Regions from separate parts of the Zea mays genome. Here region 1 is linked to region 2. A link is a contact called in public Hi-C data. All regions are on one chromosome and are shown on one strand. The core of a region is the stretch at or near the end of the contact, and the rest is flanking DNA. Distances in the headings are between cores, read along the strand shown. Region 1 holds the start of LOC103650763. Region 2 holds the start of LOC100285224 (heterogeneous nuclear ribonucleoprotein 27C).

The links. A called contact is a pair of places that touch in the nucleus more often than the background predicts.
Region 1: a Hi-C map of leaf shows a contact between it and region 2, with 8 times the contacts expected there. The contact joins the promoter of LOC103650763 here to the promoter of LOC100285224 in region 2. A contact is called at or near these places in 3 of 25 Hi-C or Micro-C datasets (ear, leaf and tassel).

Annotation. Positions count from the first base shown.
Region 1 is chr3:153,731,168-153,737,135 of Zm-B73-REFERENCE-NAM-5.0, forward strand. LOC103650763 reads left to right here and starts at 2,069. Exons shown (of 17, transcript XM_008676336.4): 1 at 2,069-2,307; 2 at 2,456-2,520; 3 at 4,067-4,579; 4 at 4,829-5,078; 5 at 5,595-5,890. The coding sequence starts at 4,182.
Region 2 is chr3:153,420,640-153,427,310 of Zm-B73-REFERENCE-NAM-5.0, forward strand. It overlaps LOC100285224 (heterogeneous nuclear ribonucleoprotein 27C), which reads left to right and starts at 2,483. Exons shown (of 14, transcript NM_001291626.1): 1 at 2,483-2,648; 2 at 3,484-3,687; 3 at 3,778-3,867; 4 at 4,265-4,330; 5 at 4,490-4,555; 6 at 4,671-4,759; 7 at 4,840-4,885; 8 at 5,759-5,813; 9 at 6,299-6,375; 10 at 6,561-6,671. The coding sequence starts at 3,670.

The DNA of each region.
Region 1 (5,968 bases), core at 819-3,318, 310 kb after region 2:
GTGTGAACAGTGGAAGTTGTATCGACTTTGATAACAATGAAACAATGACCTTAAGAATAGAATCGGAATACCGACTTACAGTCTCACCACTATGCTAAAATCGTTCTTGGACTAAACGATTACTTGCATTTGTTGGCAGGTAGAATAGAAACATTGCGAATTGTTCTCCAATTGAAGTTAACTTCTCTACCATTTATGAGGGCATTGCTATCATAAAGTACTTATATAAGCTTGTAAAAATTCCTTCTCCATGTGAAATTCTCTCCTAACCTAGCTTTATGCCCTCGTAGGAGTTTTTCAACATGTTTCTTTCTCGTAAGAATGGAAGTGTGGATAGGTGTACGTAGTACGCTCATGAGAAGAACCACTACCTAGCCATCGCTCTACAATCTCCATTTCTTCTTCATCTTTTCTCTTCCTACAAAAAATATCCATATCTCTTTTGTTGCCTTCATCACAATCTGTTGTGGTCCTTAGTTACAACACACACAATACGACAAGGAGGACATAAAGAAAGAGAGTTGGATTTCTCTTTTTCATTGGTCTAGTCAATGTTTGTGAAACTTATCCAGTTAAAGATCATAAACTATATTCAACAGTAGGGAAGCTTAGCCACAATCCGAATTCAACGAGGACATAAAATATGTTTTCTTACATGTTTTAAATTTGAATGTTACACTTTTACATCTATGAAATATGGTTGTTTTTTTATTTCAAGAATAACAACAGGTTCTAGAGCATCAAACCATGACAGCTAGATGTAGTTAGGATGTTTTGGTCTTTTTAATTCATTGTGATTTAAATATAATTTATGATATGGTCCAATATGAGACTTCTGTTTTGTATAAGACTTATTGTAAAAAATACCCCCTCTTTTTTTATATTTGTAGCATTTTAGTTAAAAACAAACTAGCGGGCGACAAATATTTAAAAACGAAGGGAGTACTATCTCTTCAAACAATCTTATGGATTCTAAAACTGTGGTATTGAATACTTGGTTATGACATTGCACTCAAAATAGTGTGTGGTATTGAATACTTGGTTATGACATTGCACTCTAAATAGTGTGGTATAAAAAACCATGCTTCCAATTACACCTTATTGTAGTGCACTAGTTGTATGTACATAGAATGAATGAAAAGAGTAAAAGAGAACAAGAAAATTGATCGGAGTCAGAATAGTTAATAGAGAACACAAGAAGCATTAGGATATGTACAACCTTGAGACCTTGGATCGGTTTTTAAAATATAAGGGTCTGTTTGGGAGGGCTTTACTTTAAAAACTTTGGATCATTCTAGCTTCTGTCACTAAACAGGTCTAGCTTCACGAGCTCTAGCTCTGAGAAAAAATGAAACTAGAGGCCACCTTCATGGAATTCATGAAGTTCCTCAGATAGTGCTTCACAAACACTGTTTTCATACCTCTTTATAAAGTTGAAATTACCCACCACATCACTGGTTAAACAACACAACGCTTCGCTTCGATCTCTCGTGACATCCACTAATCATCAAGGGTAATAAAGAAAACTCACACATATCGATTGTATTACAGAAGTTGGAGTCTATGTGCAAACCAAACACTCATTGAACCCACTTTAACAAATTTATTAGAGTTGTTTTATGGTGAAGCCGAAAAACCAAAGCAAAATTTTTTAAAGTGAAACTCTCCTAAACAGGCCCTAAGAGACAATTAACCGTTTGGTTCACATATTGGTAATATAATGGGTAACCCATAAAGTTAAATCATGTTTGTTTAAGTCCAACCGTAATCGATATCATACTACAAATGGATATCGCCTTATTCAAATTTATTACCACCGGTATTCGAGCGTGAATCGTTAACATTAACATTTACATTACATTTGGTGAACTAAACAGCACCTAAGAGACCGTAAGATACAATGTTAAGCCATTGGATCATAAATATAATTGAAAGATAATATGCATAGAGAATCGTGTAGAGACAAGTTTTTATTGTATTTTTTATTTAAAACTATAAAGAAATTATAAGATACCCGATAATTATTAATAGGTTGTACATGCCCTAAATGTAAAAATTCCAACAAGTATATTTGGCCAACTGTTCACGGTTCTTCACCAGTTGCGTTCGTCGTTCCCGTTCTCCTCCTCGTATCCCCTGGTCCGTACGTCGTGGCCACCGGCGCCGCCTAGCTCGCACCGCCGACAGCGTCTCAGACTAGATCGCGCCTCCCCCTCCCAAATCGGGTTCCAGTCGGGCTCCCGCAACCGCCGCCGTCTACACCAGGTGCCGAGGCCGATCTTTTCGTCGGCAAAGATCGCCGAGCAGGTATTCCCACCCCTTTCTCTTCCCTGTTTGCTGTGCGAAACCGAGTTCGCAAACTACCTCAAGCTATTTGGCTATTCGATGCCTAGTAAGTTCTAACTTTTGCGAAAATTATTGGGTGTACATGTGTACACCCATGTCCCTCTACTAGATCTGCCCCTGGCCGTCGCCCTACACCAGGTGCCGATATCTTCGCCAGCGAAGAGCGCCCAGCAGGTATTCTCACCCCTTCTCTTCCCTACCTGATGTGCGAAACCGAGTTCCCAAACTACCTCAAGCTATTTGGCCATTCGATGCCTAGTAACTTTTAACTTCTCTCGAAAGTTATTGTGTACATGTGGACACCCATGTCTTTCTATTAGATCCGACCCCCGGTTTGGGGTTGCTCTGAGAAAAAATCTAGCAGCCAGCAAGATGCAACATAAGAATGGTTTCAGGGCTGCATATAACATTAGGAAGCCCTAAATTACGTAATAGTAGCTGAGTGTGGATGTCAATTAGCAGAATTAGTGAAAAACTAGGCACAATTGTAGGCTGAAAATTCTAAGAACCCCTTTTACTAAAATTCATGCTACTAAACAGAAATGGAGCAGTTTCTATCACATTTTTCCTGTATGATCCCTACCTCTCTTGTGTTACTAGGGGTAACTCTGAATACACAATGATCATGTAGTATATACTTCTATTGAGCCATTTTCTAAATTAGAAATGCCAGTGTGTTGACCATTCCTCACCTGAGTTTGATATGTGTCTTTCTATTCCTAATTTGAATTCATGCTTCTATTCATGAATGATAATAAGTACTTATTTGGATCAGTACTTGTAGTAATAACATATATCTGTCTTCCTAGTTTCACCATGATTTGTTGATCCACCGGAGGTACATTTGGATTGAGCACTAGAACAGGCCAGTTGTTAGTAGCATAAAGTTAGTTATTTGTTTGGTTCTCTCTGAACTAGCAATTAGCTGTCAGTTTGCAAACTTTCGTGGTGGATATGCAGAGGGACTTTTGACTTTGTTTATTTAAGACATAAAGTAACATATGTTGTAGCTTTTAACTTATTTCTACCCCCCTGTACTAACCTAGCAAAAAAGGATATATTTTTCCAATGCTACCACATTCTGTCTATGAACTATTTGATAAATGCACACAATCTGCTAAAAGAAACCGAATGTCACGGCTGCTTTGCTTATATATGCCTATGTAAAGCAATTAAGTTGTATAATTCTACTGAGGCTAGTTTCACGAATGCAGCAGTATGTTACTAAATGCATCCATCTATATCTATATTTCACGACACTACAATTATGATCACCACTGTATGGAAAACAGCAGGGTTGGTCAATGCCTCACGGAGCTGCTTGCACAACTTGCATCCTTCTATATTTCATGCAGCGTTGGTCATAATTGTTAAGAGTTATGGAATTTTGATGGATGCATTTAGTTTTATAGTGCTGCATTGGCATATTAGAATGGATTCAGTTTATTTTTGCAGATTGCATGCATTAATCAAGTAGTTCATAGTTAGAAGGTGGCAGTATTGGGAAAACAATTTTTTGCTAGGTTAGTAGACAAAAAAGGAATAAATTAAGCTATAACATCTGACACCTTATGTTAAATGTGAATGCTGGTACAAATTTTATGAAAGTTTTTTTTGTCTGAAAGCTAGCTTTTACTTCTTAGTTTTGGACATGTTGTATGCTGTGTAATTGAATAGTTGGAATGACATAAATAAATCATTTTCAAGTTTGTATTGACAGGTACAGTGATTTGGGATTCTATACTACCTAGCTTTATGATTGCAAGACCTGGTTATTTTCACCTGAGGTTGTGTTCAACATGTTAGTGGCATGAAAATTGCCTCAATTGGGGGCAATGGCATCTAGTACAAAATCAGATTTAGTGTCTGGTAGCCCTGATGGGCATGGATACTTCAATGCACAACGTGGGTCCTATGCAGCTGCTTCATTGGAAAGGTCAGGAAGCTTCCGTGAAGGCGGTGATGGCTATGCGATGTTTTCAGCATCAAACTCATCAAGGTCAGCGGCAGTGAACTCTATCAATCTAGTTCAGTCACTTGCACTGGACTTGAGACCGGCAACTGTGGATCACAAAACATCTCGGTTAGATCTAAAGAAATCAATAAGTTCCATTTTTGGAACCTCTGCAGAAGATTCAACATCACTTCCATCTCTAGGGAGAAATTTACCAAATGCTATCGAAGAGATCAGACGTATGAGGAGTAATCTTAACGACAATTCAAATAAGGCCAGGTATTATTTCATTAGTTACTTTGTTCTTTTGCGATGAACTTATCTGATGAAACGGGGTAGCAGATACTTGAATGTAATATCAATTTTACAAAGAAACACAACTTTTATCAACACAAGATTTTATAATGATGCTGTTTTTACCTTCTGGGGAAAGTTGTATGGGGAAAGTTTTCCAGTATATGGTGATATTTATGTGGGGTATAAATTATGTGCTCCTGTCTAATTGTCCACTGTGGAATTCTCTTGCAGGGAAAGATCTAGAGCTTTTGGTGGTGCTATGGCGAAGATTGATAAACTTTGTCCCAATATTGTGCGAAAACGTTCTCGAGGAGACAGTTCATCTAATGAACGATCTAGTGTGTTATCATCTGGAGGAGTTACCCCTAAAAATGTTCCTCAGAGCCATTTAAATGCAGATGATATGGAAGCTGGGCTTCAGAGAGAAGAGAGGACAAAGAATGCAGGACAAAATAGGAGAATACGTACATCCATGGTGGAGGTTGGTCCTGATTCCAAATGTTCATGTAGTTTATTTTTACTTGTATGAAGGGCAAGCTTGGTGCAGTGGTGAGAGCTGTCTCACCGAGTCTCCAGGTCGCAGGTTCGAAGCGGCCTCTCCGCATTGTGGGGGGAGACTTGCCTTGGTTTATCCCTTCCCCAGACTCTACTCATGTTGGGAGCCTCCGATACTGAGTCTGCCCTTTTTTAGTGTTTTACTTTTATCTTAAGTTAGATAGTTAGTGTTGTTTGCGAAATGATACAATTGGGTTTTGCAAGTTTTGAACTCATTTATATATGTGAAATTTGTTGCGTGTCAATCTAGGCCTTATTTGGCAATGTGGCTTAGTTGCTGTTTTTAGCATGGTAAATTTATCCTATTGCCATTGTTAATTTGCAACTGATGATACTTCATTACTTCCTGTACATATAGATCATGTCATTAGGTGCCTTGTGCCCTTGTTTAGCCTACCAGGGATTTTTGTACCATTTACCTGATGTACATCTGATTTGTTAGATGGATGCAAGAACAGCTGGTCCATCAAGAGGCCCCGGACCTACTGATAGGATCTCAGATCCTGGTAAAGCCACCAATGGCAGTTCTGCAGTTCCAGAAGAAAAAATCAGAGGTTTGGCAACTACTATCGATGGTTGGGAAAAGCCAAAAATGAAGAAAAAGCGTTCTACCATTAAGGCAGACATGTCACTGGCTGGTGTTTTGAGGACTGTTGATGTAGACCGAGAGTCAAAACAAGGCATGCAGCACAAGTTTACTAATGACGGTAGGGCGAGAATGACAAGTTCTAGTTTCAGGTCAGAAATTTAACCAACTAGGCTCGGAGTTCATATTTCTAGTTCTATATTGATTCTGATATTTTATCCCTTTAAGCT
Region 2 (6,671 bases), core at 1,233-3,732:
TTGCATAAGAGCCCCTCGGTTAGTTAGGAATGGACCCGCGGTCCACAAGGACTGTTCGCATTGTCTTAGGAATCTTCTGTATTTACCCCTGAGTTTCTGTTTATTTGGGGCGCAGTCCAACCAACAGTAAACTCTGATAAATTCATTTCTAAAATGATTATTAATGTAAAATAATTACTAAAATTTGTATACTTCCTAGAAAATTCATATTAAGTTCAAATTGACCTATTTTAGTTTCTATAATTCTATAATAATATTGCCTATCATCTAGTACCACTGTTTTGATATGAAAGTCATATTAAAATTTATATCTTATTTAATCTTGTACGAAACACATAAAACCTTCAGAAATTCATAACTTAGAATATATAACTCCAAATTGATCCATTCCAGTGGCATTTATTTTGTTTAAATATTGTTTATCACCTGGTATCTTTGTCTAACCATGAAACTTGGTTTAAAATTATCCACATGAATAACTCTATTCTAGGCATTAAATAACTTCAGAAAATCATAACTTAAAAACCCTAACTCCGATTTGATCCGTTCAAGTTGCGTTAGTCTCGTAGCTTCGTGTAGATCATTATCATTCAGTTTGTACTTATATTTGGTGTGATGTTAATTTTATCTATACCATGTTTGTTTGTATTGCTACGACTAGCGCGAGGACACGTGTCATCTGAAAGGCAAGTTGGTACCTGGAATCTCAAGTGCCAGGCAAGTTGTGCCCTTGACCACTTTTTACCCAATAATGTTCTTTAATATCATTTATCCATGCATAGGTTAATTTTGATGGGACCCAATAGGTCACCCTAGATTGTTTATCTCATTACCTTGTTTACCCCTTAATCACTTGGATAGTTTTGCTATTGCTTTACATGGTTTTGGGATAATCATTTATTATATCTATGTTCCAATTCTTTTGTTATTCTATTTATGTTCATATCAAGATCATTAATGTTAATTGGAACATAGAGCTTAACTTGAGAAACACGTGCCACCACAAGGGTTTATGGACGCCCTTGGCTGATTAATTAGGAAAGCTAGTGGAAGACTACCTTACCCGAAAGGGGCAAGGGCAGTAGGGGAGTTGCATGCAAGGAGGTTCTCGGGTTGATTTAGCTGCGATGGCGGTCGGACGGGAGATTCTTGCAAGTGCTCTTCCCATAAACTGTAGCGGGTTTTCGGAAGCTAGTGGAACTTTGTAAAGGCCTCGTAGTGGATCCCCAGCCATTCACCTCGGTAGTGTCTAAGGGCCTAGCTAACCCTGGCGACATGGGATACACGACTTGTGGGTAAATGGTACAACCTCTGCAGAGTGTAAAACTGGTATACTAGCCGAGCTCACGGTCACGAGCAGCTCAGGACTCTCTGATGATTAATTTATGGAACCTAAATTCAATTTTGTCATTTGCATATGCATGGGTTTATTATTAATTTGTTCTATTACTTTATTTAAGGTTTGGTATTTACTTACACTTAGTAACTGCTAATAAAAGTTTGACCAACATTAAAAGCAATGCTCAGCTTTAACCATTCTCTTTGATAAGCCTTACACTCCATGAGCTCCCACCTTTGGTGAGTTCATGTCACATTATTCCCCACGACTTGTTGAGCGATGAACGTATGTGAGCTCACTCTTGCTGTCTCACACCCCCACAGGAGAAGAGCAGGTGGTTCAGGAGGAGCCACAAGGCGAGGAGTTTGATCTGATCTAGGTGGCGTTTCTCAGTTGACATTGGCGCCAACGATCCTTAGTTTGTTTTATCTTTATTATTTTATTTTGTAATAAGTCTTCCGCTATGTAATAAATACTCTGATGGTTTATGACATTTATCTCTATATACTCTGTTATTATATATGTTGTCTTCTTGGCGCATGTATGAGATGCATCTGGCTTTGTTCCTTAAAGCCGGGTGTGACAGTGCCGTGTGCTGAGCCGCCCGTCCGACAGTCGATGTGCAAGCGATCAACCTTCCTAACGAATGGAAATTCCTGAATGGGATAGTCACAAAACCCTAACGGACAGAAATTCCTGAATGGAGAAAGCATGGTGGAAGATGGTAGGTAATACCTCTAGCGAGCAGCAAGTGGGGATGGAGGCGCACGCCGCCGTGTCTTTTCCCCCAAACAGTTCTTTATATGAAGGTCTAGAATGCTCCTGAAGATAGAGTCCAACAACCGACCATATACGAAGAAGGCTCGCGGTGATGAGTTGTTTCCGTGGTCGTCGAAATAAAATCTTGCGGCTGAGATAAGGCAGGATGACGTGGAACAACCACAAGCAAGATATGCTCCCACGGTTAATATATATAGAATAGAAAATAGCTGAAACATTTTTTTTTTCCAATGTCGCTATATCACCCTGGAACAAGCAGACCTGGCTTTAATGGGCCTCCGTTTGACCGACTGGGCCTGCAAGAGCCTATCTACGGCGATGACGACTGAAGCGGAACGGCGCGGATCCAAAGCTATTGCCCAGCCCTGGAGTCTGACGACCTCGTTTCCCTGCTGTCTCGCCTCTCTTTCGGTTCTCACGGCGACGACTGGGCGAGCGCCGCCTCCCCTCCCTCGCTCCGTGAGGTCCTCGCCGGCGACGAGTGCCGCCGCCCGTTTCCATGTTTTTTCCGCCGATTAGTGTCCACCAGGTACGCCTCTGTCACTCTCCCCTTCCCTTCCTGCTGCGCGGAACTGAAGACCCCAAACCCTAATGCGAGTTATCTCTATTCGGATCTGCCCCAATTGCGAGTATACACATGGCGCCTGCTAACTTCGAGTTTTCGCAAACTTATCGGGTGTACACGTGTCCTATGCTGTGTCCGCCCCTTGCTACTACAACGTGTTTATGATTCTGGCGCGGCTAATTTTCTAAAAAAATAAAATAAAATTGGGGTCTCAGTTCCACTTCCATCCCCCATGCTCCATGCCAAGCCTTCCATGACAGAGGTTGTTGGTTGTGTTGGCACGGGTGACTCATCCGGAATTGGGATTTTGCCCTGGGGGATAGTTTCTGAAAACTATCTGCGTTTAGTGTAAGAACTATGTGCTTAGGTCCTGAGAGATCAATTTGGCCTTGGGCATGAGCCCAAAATCTGCGGACCATGACACTGTATGGCCATCACCCACTTGACTTATTGTTGGATATTAACTAGCTTTATTATCTCAGTGGAGCTGGATAGAGAGATAGGTTCCAGTGCCAGGCAATACAATGTTTCTGCTTCAGAGCAGCATATATTTCGTAGACATTATCAATATTACCGCTGTTCTCTCCCTTTGCATTATGATTTTGTTGCCATCGTTTATTGTATACCCAGTTAACCATCATTGAACAGCATTTATATTATTGCTCATTTTCTGTTTCGTCCCCAGCTGTCGAGCTCAGATACACATCCTGCTTATCCAGCTGTTATTTGAATCTTATATCTTGCCATTGACTGGTTATGTGGCCATGAGACACTTTTACTAAATCATACCAACTTTCAGATCTAGTGAAGGCTGGTAACTTGACGCAAGGTGTTCAAGAAATTTAAGCCACACACTCTTCATCATAGGCCCAGGCAATATTTGTGTTAATCTCAGGGACCTCCAGTAGATTGCTGAGAGTTATCCTTGATACAGGGGAATATAGACACAGAATTTTTTGAACATTGATCTGTAGCCAGTGCTGCAATGGCTACAAAGCTTGTGGTAACTTACCAACTCTTCTTTCCTTTGTAAGATTCTATACATGAATGCCACACTTGAGGGATAATGAGGATGCACAATTAATGCACCTAGGTTCTCGGTATCCCCTGGGATGTTGACACTGAAGGGTTACGAGAGTACATGGCCAAGTTTGGACCCCTAGATGATTGTGTCGTCATGAAGGTTTGCCATAATTTCACATTTTATATTGAATATCAGATGCTACTGTTTTGTGTTTGCTTACCCTTAATTTTGTGTCGTTTTTAATTCATGAAGTACTTGATCCTTTTTATTTCAATAATTCGGGAAACTATTGGTTATTTATTTTCTCCAAGAATAGTTTGCTTAAGAAAAGAAAATTATTTGTGGCAATATGCCTGTGTGAGTCCTGTTAGTTTTTTTCTTATATATATTTGACGGACTCGAGGTTTACAATTTTATTTTTAATTATTTGCTGTTCAATATCAGTTGATTACTAGTTCGTTTTTTGAACATTGGCATGCAACTATCAACATTTTTGTGTATTTATTTTCTGTGCATGCTTATTTACCTCCATGTTTCTTGCATACCAAAATAACAGGAGCGGTCTTCTGGGCGATCTCGTGGGTTTGGCTATGTAACATTCGCATCAGCCGACGATGCAAAGGTTGTAAAATAATGAAGATAACTTTTCATTTTCTCCATGCATGATATTGCATAATAAATTCTGTGTATAGTTCAATCTTTAACTTAAATCCATATGCAGCTGCCTTATAGTGCCTAATTCAGATTAGTTTTCTGATTCACTGCATTATTATTCTTTCAGAATGTTCTTGATTGCGAGCATGTTCTTGGGAGCCGTACATTAGAAGTGAAGATAGCTACTCCAAAGGTAAATAACATACAAAAACTTACCTTTTCTTTCTGTATTTTCATCTGGTCTGCCTCACCGATAAGTGTCCAGATGCAGTTGGTATTGATTATGGTGTAATTTTCTCTTAACACAGGAAGAAATGAAATCACAAGGAACAAAGAAAGCTACAAGGATATTTGTTGCTCGAATTCCACAGTCAGTGGACGAGTCGATGTTTCGTAGGTCAGCTAGAGGTTTACTGCCTTTTCTTCATTATCTATATCCCTACTGGGCTTGTTTAAACTGGATTGCTTTACTAACAGGCATTTTGAAGCTTTTGGAGAAATTCTTGATCTTTACATGCCAAAGGTTAGAAAAATTAAAACATGGTTTGCATGGAACACTGCATCTGGTTTCCTTCAATTAGTGATAGTACTGTTTCATAATGTTCATAATGCTGCTATGCTATTTGATCTCTTTGATGTTATGATCCTGGATTATAAGGGTGAACACCACAATGAAGCTAGTCAGGCGGAGTCAGCTAGGAGGATCCTAGACTATTGGGGTACCTGGGATTAATTCTACATTGCTTGATTCAAAGTAGATGCCCCCCACGTCCAGAGATAAGGATTAGTAGAGAGGTTTGATGGGCTGGCCCTCTGGCCACCCATAAAACTCTTCCTATATAATTTACAAAAGCATTAACTAAGGGGATATTCTATAATGCCATCATTTATTGCCTAAGAGAGTTGTGAGACACCACATCTTAATCTGGATTTTAATAACCAAAGTGCCTTTAAATGAACCATACATGGTTTACATTAGTGGGCTAGTGGCTAAAGGATTTAACATGCTATCTTAAGCAAAAATGTATGTTTAATAGAAAGTCACTGGATGATGTTTCTAACTTGTGTACAGCGATTTTTGGGGTTCTCTTGATTTCTATAAGCCTTGTTGGCCTCCATCTGTGTACCAATCTTGGACTATGGAGAATGCCAGGGAAGATTAGGGTAGGGTAGAATTTGTACCATCTTAATATCAGTGTTTGAATAGGACAGACCTTGTACTTATTACCAGCATTAAGATCCTAGTGCAAAAACTCTGTTTTGCATGAGTACTTTGCTTCATTACTATGAAAGCAATGTCATGTAGCATTAATGGTTATGTGGCATTACATGTTTGGGGTAAATTAGAGGTGGATATGACAATGATTTTACTAAAATTTGCGCTCCACACTCACAGGAACATGGTTCAAAGGGGCATCGTGGAATTGGGTTTATCACGTTTCAGAGTGCAGGTACGCTTACGGATGTTTTCCAGCTCATTTAGATGTGAAGAGATTTTTTCGGTTGAGTTGAGGGGGCGGGTCACAACAGCAGAACAGCTTTAACAGGATTGGAATGATATTAGCAGTTATGATGTACTAGTTGTCTTATTTTTGCCAACCAGTACAGAGTTAGCGCTGTCTAGTGATTTACAAGATCATGTTCTTGTCGTGGATTGTTCTTTATATGATCTATTTTTATGTTGTTATTGATTGCACTTGTGGAGAACTGTTACACATTTCTTTCTCTGTGTTATTTCTCATTTTGCTTGCATTTTATGTATTAGGATTTGGGATATGATTCTAGTCGTGACAATTCTTGCACAAGTTATTTATTGTTCTGCTGATTGTTTTTAATAAAAGTTGTCTATATGTTCATTCTCCTGAGCCATTTTTAAATTCCTGCATCATTTTCCTTTTACATTATTCTAATTATAATTTTAACTGCAATTAAATAGAGTCTGTGGACAGCATCATGCAAGAGTCACATGAGCTTGATGGCACAACAGTAGTTGTTGATCGCGCGACTCCGAAGGTACTTTGCTCTTCTGGAATAGAACTGAATTGTGGTCAGATCCATATACTAGCTTGTAGGTTGAACTAGTTTATTTAGTGATGTATCTGTGATTTTTAGGGTATTGTGTTACTCTAGAATACTGGATCACTTACTATTTTAGTTGCTTAAGTATTTATAATTGCCTGAAAATATGTTTGCATCAGGAGGAAGATGTAAGATACCCCCCGAGTAGACCATCTCAGGGTGGCTATGGTGCATATAACGCTTACATTTCAGCTGCTACCAGGTATGCAACTTTGGGTGCACCAACACTG